Regions from separate parts of the Mus musculus genome. Here region 1 is linked to region 2. The links are chromatin contacts, called in public HiChIP or PLAC-seq maps. All regions are on one chromosome and are shown on one strand. Each heading gives the region's core, a stretch centred on a gene start, on an enhancer-like site or on the middle of the called end of the contact. The rest is flanking DNA. Distances are from core to core; before and after follow the strand shown.

Region 1 (4,705 bases), core at 465-2,964, 690 kb before region 2:
CAGGGCTCAGTCATGGGCATGGATACAGGTACAGAGAGTGCAACTTGGCTATTATAGCTTCCTATTCTTGCTTCTCTGAGCCTCAGTTTTCCCAAGTGGAGTGGAAGTGGGCGAGGCTGGTTGTGATGCCAGAGGGTGACAGAGGACTGAATGATGAATGTAACCCTAACCCTGAGTGAGTCCTGGATGAGCATTAAACGCGGAGTTGTACCTCCACCTCAGAGCTGACTTCACTGCCCGCCTGCCCACAAAGCCAGTATGGAGTTGTCGCAGGCCTTGGCAGGAAAGGGCAGCACCTAAGAGGTGCTTCAGTGGTCAGGAGAGGCAAGAACCTCTTTGATGGCTCTGAGTCTGCAGAGGGACCAGCTTCCTGCCACCTATGTCCCCACCACCATCCCTTTATCTTTCCAGGCTGCACCGTCCCAGGGGAGCCCACCAGGGAAATCTGAGCTGCAGGCAGGAGCTGTGGGCTGTGTGTCCGCCTGGACCATCGCCTGGGGATGGGAGTGAGTCCCAGGTGTGACCATTGTTCCTGAGCACAGGTGAGGATAATGTGACCTGACAGCCTGAGGAAGGGCCCCTGGAGGATTCATGGGCACTGGAGAAACCAACATTCTGTGGACATCCCTATGGCCCCAGCCTCTTCACTTGCTTCTAGAGTCAGTGGTTTGGATACACCTGGGCTCTGGGGCAGCCCATTCTCTGAGTGCCTTGGCAAAGATCTCCACTGGGAAGGACAGAGTATGTATTGTCGGGGATGCAAGCCCAACCTTGGTGTCCCATTGCCATCCATGACCACAAGAATTCCTTTTGCACACTACTTGACAGCAGGAGGACCCCCCCCCCCTGCCCAGCCCTCAACCAAGCCTGCACCCATGGGGACAGCTTCCTCCATTCCTCATTTCCCTCCTGTCACTTCCTTGGGGCTGGAGGAAGGCAGAGCCCTAGCCAAACATACCTCACCCACCATTTTTTTTCCAAAACCTAATTATGATGGGCACAGACCCAGGCCCAGGCCTGCCAAGATACTCCCCGTGTGAATACCTGCACAGGGCCCTCCTGTGGGAACCAGGAATCACCAGAGCCTGGCATCTGTCCCCAGCCTGTCTTGTGACATTAGGCAGATCAAAGCCCCATTGTAAAAAGTCATGCTCACTCTGTTTGTCTGCTTAAAGCCTGTGTCCCAGGCGGGTCCTTCCCTAGGACAGACTTGGGGAGAGGGATCTGACCGCCAACACAGGACTCTAGCCCCAGCCAAAAAGTAAAATCGTCTTTCCTGGGTCTGAGGCTGAGCACACCCTGAGAAAAAATGAGTTCACATGGGGCAGTGTGCCCCCTCCAGCATCTACCCAGGAACAAGTTTCTACCCAGTTCTACTAAACTACTAAGAGGGAGCTTAACCTCCCAGAACCATGGAGGTGGAGTGGGGGAGGGGGGAACAAGGCAGCTGAGGAAATGGAGGGGGTCACTCCACACCACAGCACCCACAAGGCAAGAAAGGGAGGATATATCAGATACACCCAAGGGGGATAATAATGTCTGTGTCATTTGATGGGGAGATTCAGATGGCTTAAGTTCCTGGGTGACAGTGAGCTAGAGGGGTCCTAACCATCTTATACTCTACACATCCATTGGTATTGGCTACCTCAAGCACAGTGCCAAGGTGGATTAGTAATGTCTGCCTGGGTGCTTGTCTCACGGTGGGTGATGATGTCATCTCTGGTGTATTAGTCAGACGAGCTAGGATTTGTAGTCTTACTTAGTAAGCCTCTCACAGCTCAATAGCTTAATGCTGTGAGGGGTTGTTTTCCTCTCACCTGAAGACTGCAGTGAAAGGATGTGTCTGGTGGCCCAGGGTTCCATGCTGTCTGTATCCCATACTGCTGCTGGAGAGGTCATTGGAACTTCTCATGGTTGCTATGATCAGAACTGTTCTTCCCCCCAACCCCTCAATTCACACGCTGAGGTTCTGGTCTTCAGTTCCCTACACTGTCACTATGTTTGGAAAGAACCATTGATGAAGTTAGGTAAAAGTTAGGTCTTTGTGTCAGGCCAGAGAAATTAGTCTTTATAAGAACAGGACCTGGGTGCGTTCAGAAGACAACCATAAGAGGGCACAGAGAGAAAGTGCTCTAGACAAGTGATGAATACCTACCTCAGGAGGCTCCATCCCTGCAGCACCCTGGTGAGACTCACGACTTCTGTTAAGCCTCCTGGCTATATCAACTACATATGTCTATAGTGTCCTGGTTTTGAACTTGGGCTCTTGTCTTGGTAGTGCTATTTCAAGAGGTTCTAAAATTTTGGAAGATGGGATCTACCTAGAGGAAGTAGATCACAGGAGTTGGGTCCTTGGGAGATCTGATTCATGGCCCTTTCTTGTCTCTCACTGTGTTTTCTGTCCACCATGATGCAAACTGCCTCCCCATCACTTGTTTTTACTACCATAATGTTCTGTCCAAGTACACAGACTAAGCAGTCATGCATAGAATAGAGCCCCCTGAAACCATGAGCCAAAACATATTGTTCCCATCCCCTGCAAGCTGTGCTCTCGGACAATTTGGTCAAAGCTACCCAAAATAACCAGTGTAAAGAACTGATGCTGAGAAGTAATGCAGATGCTGTAACCAAACCTGGCCATGTTGTGTATCAGCCTTTGCAACCAATTTGCTAAATCAATCTAAAAGAGGTTAGAGCTGCTGATTAGAGGAAGCCCAGAGTACTGCAACGATCTTGCGAAAGCTCAGAAGATCAGATGCTGACAGGAATGGAGAGAGCTGAGACTCATGAGGTTTCAGATGGGAACAGGAGTCCCTGGGATTGGACAAGTGGCCCTTCACATAATGTGGAGGAATTATTCCTCACTGAAACGTGACATTTTGAGTGAGGTTGAATTTTAAACACTAGCTCAGAGGAAGGACTTTTTAAGGCAGTGTGGTGTGTGGCTGTGGCATGGACATTGCATACTGTGTTTAGCCAGCTTTACACTGAAGAGAGAGAGAGAGAGAGAGAGAGAGAGAGAGAGAGAGAGAGAGAGAGAGAGAGAGAGAGAGAGAGCAAAGAGAGCGCAATGAGAGTTGGAAAGAAGGGCAGGTTTAAAAACTGTAGAGTTTGGCCAGAAAATGAGAGCATTCAAAGTTTTATACAAGTAGGGTGTGGTTGTTAAAGAGATTAGCATCTTTAAAAAGAAGTCAAGTACTTTGAATCAGGACAATAGCAAAGATGTCTTAAGGGCGTCTCAGGAATTAGCTGGACCCCACCCATCCCAGGCTTTTCCTTGAGAAGAGTGCACCCAGGAGGCACCTTGCTCACACACAGCTGCCTGGAAAGTTGTTTGCCCATGATTCATTTCACTGTGCTCAGAGACACAGGCACTAGGAGGCTGCTGCACTTGTGGTCTACAGAGGTCTGGCTGCTACTATACTGGTGGTGACCTTGACATTGTTCTCATCACACTGGTTTTGCAGAAAGCAAGGGTGAAGGGAGAATGGGGGGTTGTACCCAAGTTTCAAAGGAAGACTTGGGAGTGGCGGGGCCAGAATCCCTGCGAGCAGGTCCCTTCTCCCTGAAAGAGTGTATATGGAGCTATATGATGGAGCCTAAGCTATGACAGAGACCCCAGGAATACAGAACATCTGGCCCGCAAGGGAAACAGCAGTCAGTAGGTAGAGCTGGTCCAAGAGTGAGGCTGCAGGGTTCGTAAATAGCAAGATGGTAGCAGTGAGCTTCCAGACCCACTGGAGTTTACTAAGGCATCGTATTCCCAGAGAGGCCTACCTCTCCCACTCATTGTCTGCTGTGGTGATCCTGTGAGAGCCAAAGTTATGTTCTAATTTTTAACTACTGTGCTTAAGAGATCCATGGAACAAAAATGCCTCTAACTTGTAAGCCCCACTCCCCTACCCAAGGACAGATATCTCCTGAAATGCTGGAGGCTAATGTTTATGGAATATAACACGCCATGTGTTTCCATCCCCCGCCCCCAAATTTGTTTGACCCAACTGCACTGGATATACTTGATCACATGTAGGCTGGAGATACATAGGCAGGAAAGATGCCAGGATGTATGCCTTCCCCTGATTGGACTTGAAAAATACTGTGACTTTATGGGGTCACCATTTTCTGGGAACCCAGGAATGACCTGGCCAGAGTCCTGGCTAATATTTAATTAAAGCTTGCTTCAAATTTGGCTCATAATTACAGTAGTGGTCTTATTCTTGACTGGTGGGATTAGCAATCCTCCTTTACCTTGCCCTTTAGAATAGAAATGTCTATCACTGTATATTGGTTGTAGGTTAACTTGCTTTTTAAATTTTTTACTGGGGTTCACAGCTGAGAGCTGCCTTCAGTCTTAGAGATTTAGAACTTGTTGGGACATTTTGTTTGTTTGTTAACAATGTTGTGGGCTAGAGAGATGACTCAGCCATCAAGAGTGCTTACTGCTCTGACATGAGGACCTTTGGTTGGACCACAGCACCAGAATGATCATAAATGCAGGTAACACCAGCTCTGGGGTCTGACTCCCTCTTGTGGCCTCTGTGGGTACCTGCACACACACAAGCATATACACTCACACACATACACAAAAACAAAAGAAATATTTTTTCTTAAATAGAAAGTTCTAGCTAATATAAATAAATGGGAGGGATTGGTCTTGAATACTGTTGGAAATGTTAAGACTATGAGATGTTAATCCTGAGATTTT
Region 2 (4,553 bases), core at 238-2,737:
TGGGCCAGCACCTGGGACATCCTGGGCCTTAGCCTGCCCTTTTTCACTTTTTCCTTCAGATAGGGTCCTGCTGTGCCACCCAGGCAGGCCTGGGACTTGAGGTGCTTCTGCCTCGGCCTTCGGGGTCTGGCATTGGTGGCCAGTGCCATCCTGTCCAGCTTTGTCTTTTAGTCATGAAAGCGTGTTCCTGTGGTAACAGATTGCTCCTTCTCTCCAGATCCCCTCATCAGCCTGTTGTTGCTTTTAATCAGTTCCAGAACCCTGTAAGGTCAGCTGTGAGCTGGTGAAAGTTGTTTTTCTAGTATGTCAGCCAGTGGTGGGGAAAGCTATTGCTAGACAGCTCTGTGGGTTCTCCAGTGGTCTGGCAGGGGCTGCTTTCCTCTGCCTGAGGTGAGCTGCATACTCTCAACTGCACAGATGCCAATGTTCCTTCCTGCCCTTGACTGTGGTCACACATGGCGTGCCTGGGTCATCCCCTGAGTTGTTCTTCCTTTAGACTCAGCTCACTGTGGTTGGCTTCATCCTGGGCATCTCCCAGGTCACCAGGGTATCTCACAGGAGACCCCTAGAGCAAAGCTGGTGGCTTGTGCTAACTGGCCCTGAGGAAGCAAGATGAACTGAGTTTAAGAATGATGATATGTAGTCAGGTGGTGTGCACACCTTGAATCCCAGTACTCAGGTTGCAGAGGCAGGCAGATCCCTGAGTTCAAGGCCAGTCTGATCTACAGAGAGTTTCAGGATAGCCAGGCCTTTACAGAGAAACCCTGTCTCCAAAACAAAAACAAACTCATTGTGTGTATGCATGTATATGTGTATGTGCCACCAAGTATACTTGGTAGTCAAAGGACAGCTTGTGTGAGTTGGTTTCTACCATGTGGGTCCCAGGGTTTGAACTCGGGACACTGGGCTTGGAGGCAAGTGCCTCTACCCAGTGAACCCTCTCACTGGTCCCTGGGCTGAGGTTTGAGGGCAGATGGTCAGTGACAAAGCAGAGGATGGGACAGGAGCCTGCTTTGGGAACAAGGTCATTGCAGATATGGAAGAGTGAGGGTGGCGATTCTATTTCCTGCTGTGGGGGAAGCCTATGGAACATTCAGCCTTTACTGAAGGAGCCTGAGTCCGGGCACAGCTGCACACACCTGTAACCCAGCACTCGACAGAGCAGAGGGCGGGCTTGGTGTGATTCCAGGCAGTGGTGGAGGCTTGCAGAGTTGGGGGACTTGGGTAGAGAAGATGAGAGTGATAAGGCCTTAGGCAGCCAGGATGCTGCAAGGCTGCCTCAGTGGCAGGGGAGGGCCATGCAGCATGCTGAGGGGCACCCCTCAGGGTTTTACCTCTGCCAGTTGGAATAGACTGAGCAAGGAGGCTGGGTAAGGTGGCAGGAGACCAGGTGTGTGGTGGCTGAGAGCCCTGTTGCAGAAGACATAAGGAACTAAGTGTGTTAGTCAGAGGCTGGCATTGAGGAAGTTGTGGTGTCTGTGGTTAACAGTGATGGTAAAGATGGCGACCACTGACCTTGTGCACTCGTAGTCAGGAAATGATGTGGTTAGCATTGTCTCGTCTCCCCACCTCCTGCCAGCCAGGCATGGCCATTCTCTCCCTGTCTATTGTCCTATGGAGATGCCCAGGGAACTGTGGGCAGGATCAAGGCCCAGCTATGCCACGAGGCTGTTCTGAGAGCAGTGTTCATCCCGATAGTGACTAGGATAAGGTGGTAACCTCGATACCAGCCTGTCCTCTCCTGGACAGGAAAAGTGTTCCTCTGTGGTGCCTTGGGCAGCTGCAAGTTGTCCACGGACAAGAGTGGCCACCCTTGGGCTCCAGAGCCAGGTTCTGTGGAGAAAGGGCCAGAGTGAGGGCTGACTTGGCAGGATGGATCAAGGGCTGAGGACGGGGGGAGACTCAGGAAAGTGGAATTGCGATCAAGAAGCTGGACTGGGGCTGAGCGAGCCTCAGAGGTGAGGCTGGCTTAGGGTTGGGAAGGCCCTAGGTGTTACCCCAGCACACTTTAGAAAAAAGGGGGTGTTGTGATCTGGAAGGCAGGAGTGAGAGAAGGGAGCAGAGGGTGTGGAGATGGATCAGGGCTCCTCCAGGCAATTGCAGATCAGACAGGAGCCTCCTAAACAGCTAGGTGAGGGTTGTTCTGAAAGAGCAGGCTAGGGTCAGGTTTAGGGGCGGGGTGTCTGGGAAGAAGAAAAGGGGTGGTGAGAGCAGCTAAGGTGGGCCCAGCTCTGAGGGCCCTCAGCTGAGAGTGGCTTATGGGAGATCAGGCAGGGTTCATCTCCCATGGTCTCAGCTTCCCTGTGGAAGGGAGATGGACAGGGGCTGGTGGGGCAGGTCACACTGAGAGTAGCCCATTGGAATCAACGTAGTTGAAGGACACTACTTTCACTGGGGAGAGGCCCCTGGACCACCTTCAGTCTCCCTTCGTGTGGTATGTGTTGGGACTAGTGAATGTCCTGAACCCTGAGGTTCTTTTTAGAAGCCACATGGCTAGGGCTGTTGTTGGTGTCAAGAGACCTGTCAGCCCATGCTTAGGTCGGCCACTGACTTCCTCTGTCCCTACCAGAGTAATTCTGGAGCCTGTAAGCATGGTTGAGGTGTGGGAAGCTGAGAGAGCCTACAGAAGAGCAAGGAGGGGCCTGGTAAGGTGACCCTGTGACCCACAGAGCCTCACAATGACTCATGGTCTAAGTTCAGGAGCATGCACCTGCAGGATCATCAGTATGTCTGTGGAAGGGGAGCCGAGACCCAGTGACTGTGGAGTGCAGGATGGGGCAAGAGCTCTCTGTTGTGGGGGTGTTTTGAAAGCTGGGGAAGGCCCATATTCTCTAGGTTACAGCTGCCCTGGCTGTGAAGGAGCGGGGATAGTACTCCCTGATTCCTCTCTGTCTCCATAGAATGCATCCACCTTTGAAGAAGTGGTCCAGGTGCCATCTGCCTATCAGAAGACTGTCCCCATTGAGGCCGGTGAGTCCTGGCAGTCTGAAAGCACTGTGGCTATGTGGGGTACAGTGTTGGTGCCCCGTGGTGCCCCAGGCATGACTGAGGGGAAGGCCTTACCTGTGGGGTATTGGTGAGAGGTGCTGGAGACCAGGTTCTGAGAGCAGCCTACGTGTATGCCCTGAGCCTACTTCTCTCACCCACAGCTTTGACCAGTGGCTCAGAAACATGTCCTTTCAGGTGTCTACTGGGTTTGTGAGGAGTGAGAATCATCTAGAGAGTGCATTTGTATATAGGATAGAAATTTCAAAGCACATCAGGAGGTGGTGACCATTGGCCACTGAAGACACAGGATCAGTTCTTGGGTCCATTATGAAAGCCATCAGCACCTTTTGCAAAGGCCTCTGGAGGCACCACTTGTTTTATTGATATCTTCTGTGTCTCACATTTACAAGGGTCCAGGTATGGTGGGATATGACATCATCTCAGCGTTTGGGAGACTGAGGCAGGAGGATTGCCACAAGTTCAAGATCAGCCTGGGTTACGTACTGAGGCTTGGACCAGCTTCAACTATAGAGTGAGACCCTGTCTCAGAAAGAGGAAAGAAAGAGTAAACAGGATGCTTTTAAAGCAGTGAGACTGAGGTGCTTGCACGGAAAATGCAATTTGCAATTAGTCTGTGTCAGGTTGCTGAGCAGGGTGGCATTGTGAGGACCACGGGCTTCTCCTACATGCTCAGGGCTTACTAGGGAACAGGAATGACTGTGCTAGGCAGGGCAGAGGATGCTCTCAGGGAAGCTATGTGAGCTCGAAGGCCCAGTGGGCTGTGGTTCCACCGGGCTGGGGATTCCCCTGGGCTGTGGTCTCTGAACACTTCCGGAGGCTTGCTCACCCAGCAGCCTGCTATCTATCTGTACCTTGTCTGGTTTCAAATACTAGATGTAGCTGCTCTTTGATACTTTATGGGTTCTTTTTTTCCACCCTTTATTATACCCCTATCCCACCCCACGCCATCCCCGCCCCCTAACACCTCCCCTCCCCTTTCACCTCAGTCACTAGATAGGAGACAAAGGATGAACGAGGGAGAGAGATCTAAGAACTTATTTCCTCTTGTTTCTTCTTTGAGCATGATCACTAGCAAACTGCACCCACCCCCCTGAATGGCCAATACTACCTGTTGGCAGTCTTTCAGTTTTATACCCTCTGAAAAATTCCCAGAATTCCACACATCACGCAATCACAGAGACTATCTGCAGCTGGCAAAACCATGCCTCTGCTAAAGCACGAGGCAAATCATAGTCAGCTACTACAGACAGCCCCATATCCCCATACCTGGGATTAAAACAAAAACATTTTTGTAATATTTTTGTGTTTTTTAAAGAAACCAAAGTTCCAGGACTCTCACTACAGCCAGATCTCTGGATTAGGCCTGCAACTCAACTGTAGAGCCCTTTCCTACATCTGTAAGCCCTTTAAATGACAACTGTCATAATCATTGTATTAGTTTGGGATGTCATTGCGGTGATGAAACACCATGACCAGTACAACTCGGGAAGGAAAGGGTTGATTTGGCTTACGCTTTCATATCACTGTTCATCACTGAAGGAAGT

Evidence for each region. HiChIP or PLAC-seq counts read pairs in DNA pulled down with a chosen protein or histone mark.
Region 1: a contact with region 2 is called in a FOXA1 HiChIP or PLAC-seq map of pancreatic cancer cells. The contact joins two enhancer-like sites. A contact is called at or near these places in 1 of 115 datasets of contacts at active chromatin or transcription factors (pancreatic cancer cells) and 1 of 9 other capture datasets (adipose tissue).

The regions. Positions count from the first base shown.
Region 1 is chr7:145,137,875-145,142,579 of GRCm38.p6, reverse strand. No RefSeq gene overlaps it. Among named protein-coding and RNA genes, the nearest start is that of Gm45181, 27 kb to the left of the region's middle. Within about 2 kb of position 1,714, at least 29 of the 459 cell types and tissues checked have an H3K27ac peak or open chromatin away from gene starts, as enhancers often do. A contact at or near this core is called in pancreatic cancer cells, where this site is marked.
Region 2 is chr7:144,444,220-144,448,772 of GRCm38.p6, reverse strand. It overlaps Cttn (cortactin), which reads left to right. Exons shown (of 18, transcript NM_007803.5): 13 at 2,901-2,970. Among named protein-coding and RNA genes, the nearest start is that of Gm34561, 15 kb to the right of the region's middle. Within about 2 kb of position 1,487, at least 76 of the 459 cell types and tissues checked have an H3K27ac peak or open chromatin away from gene starts, as enhancers often do. A contact at or near this core is called in pancreatic cancer cells, where this site is marked.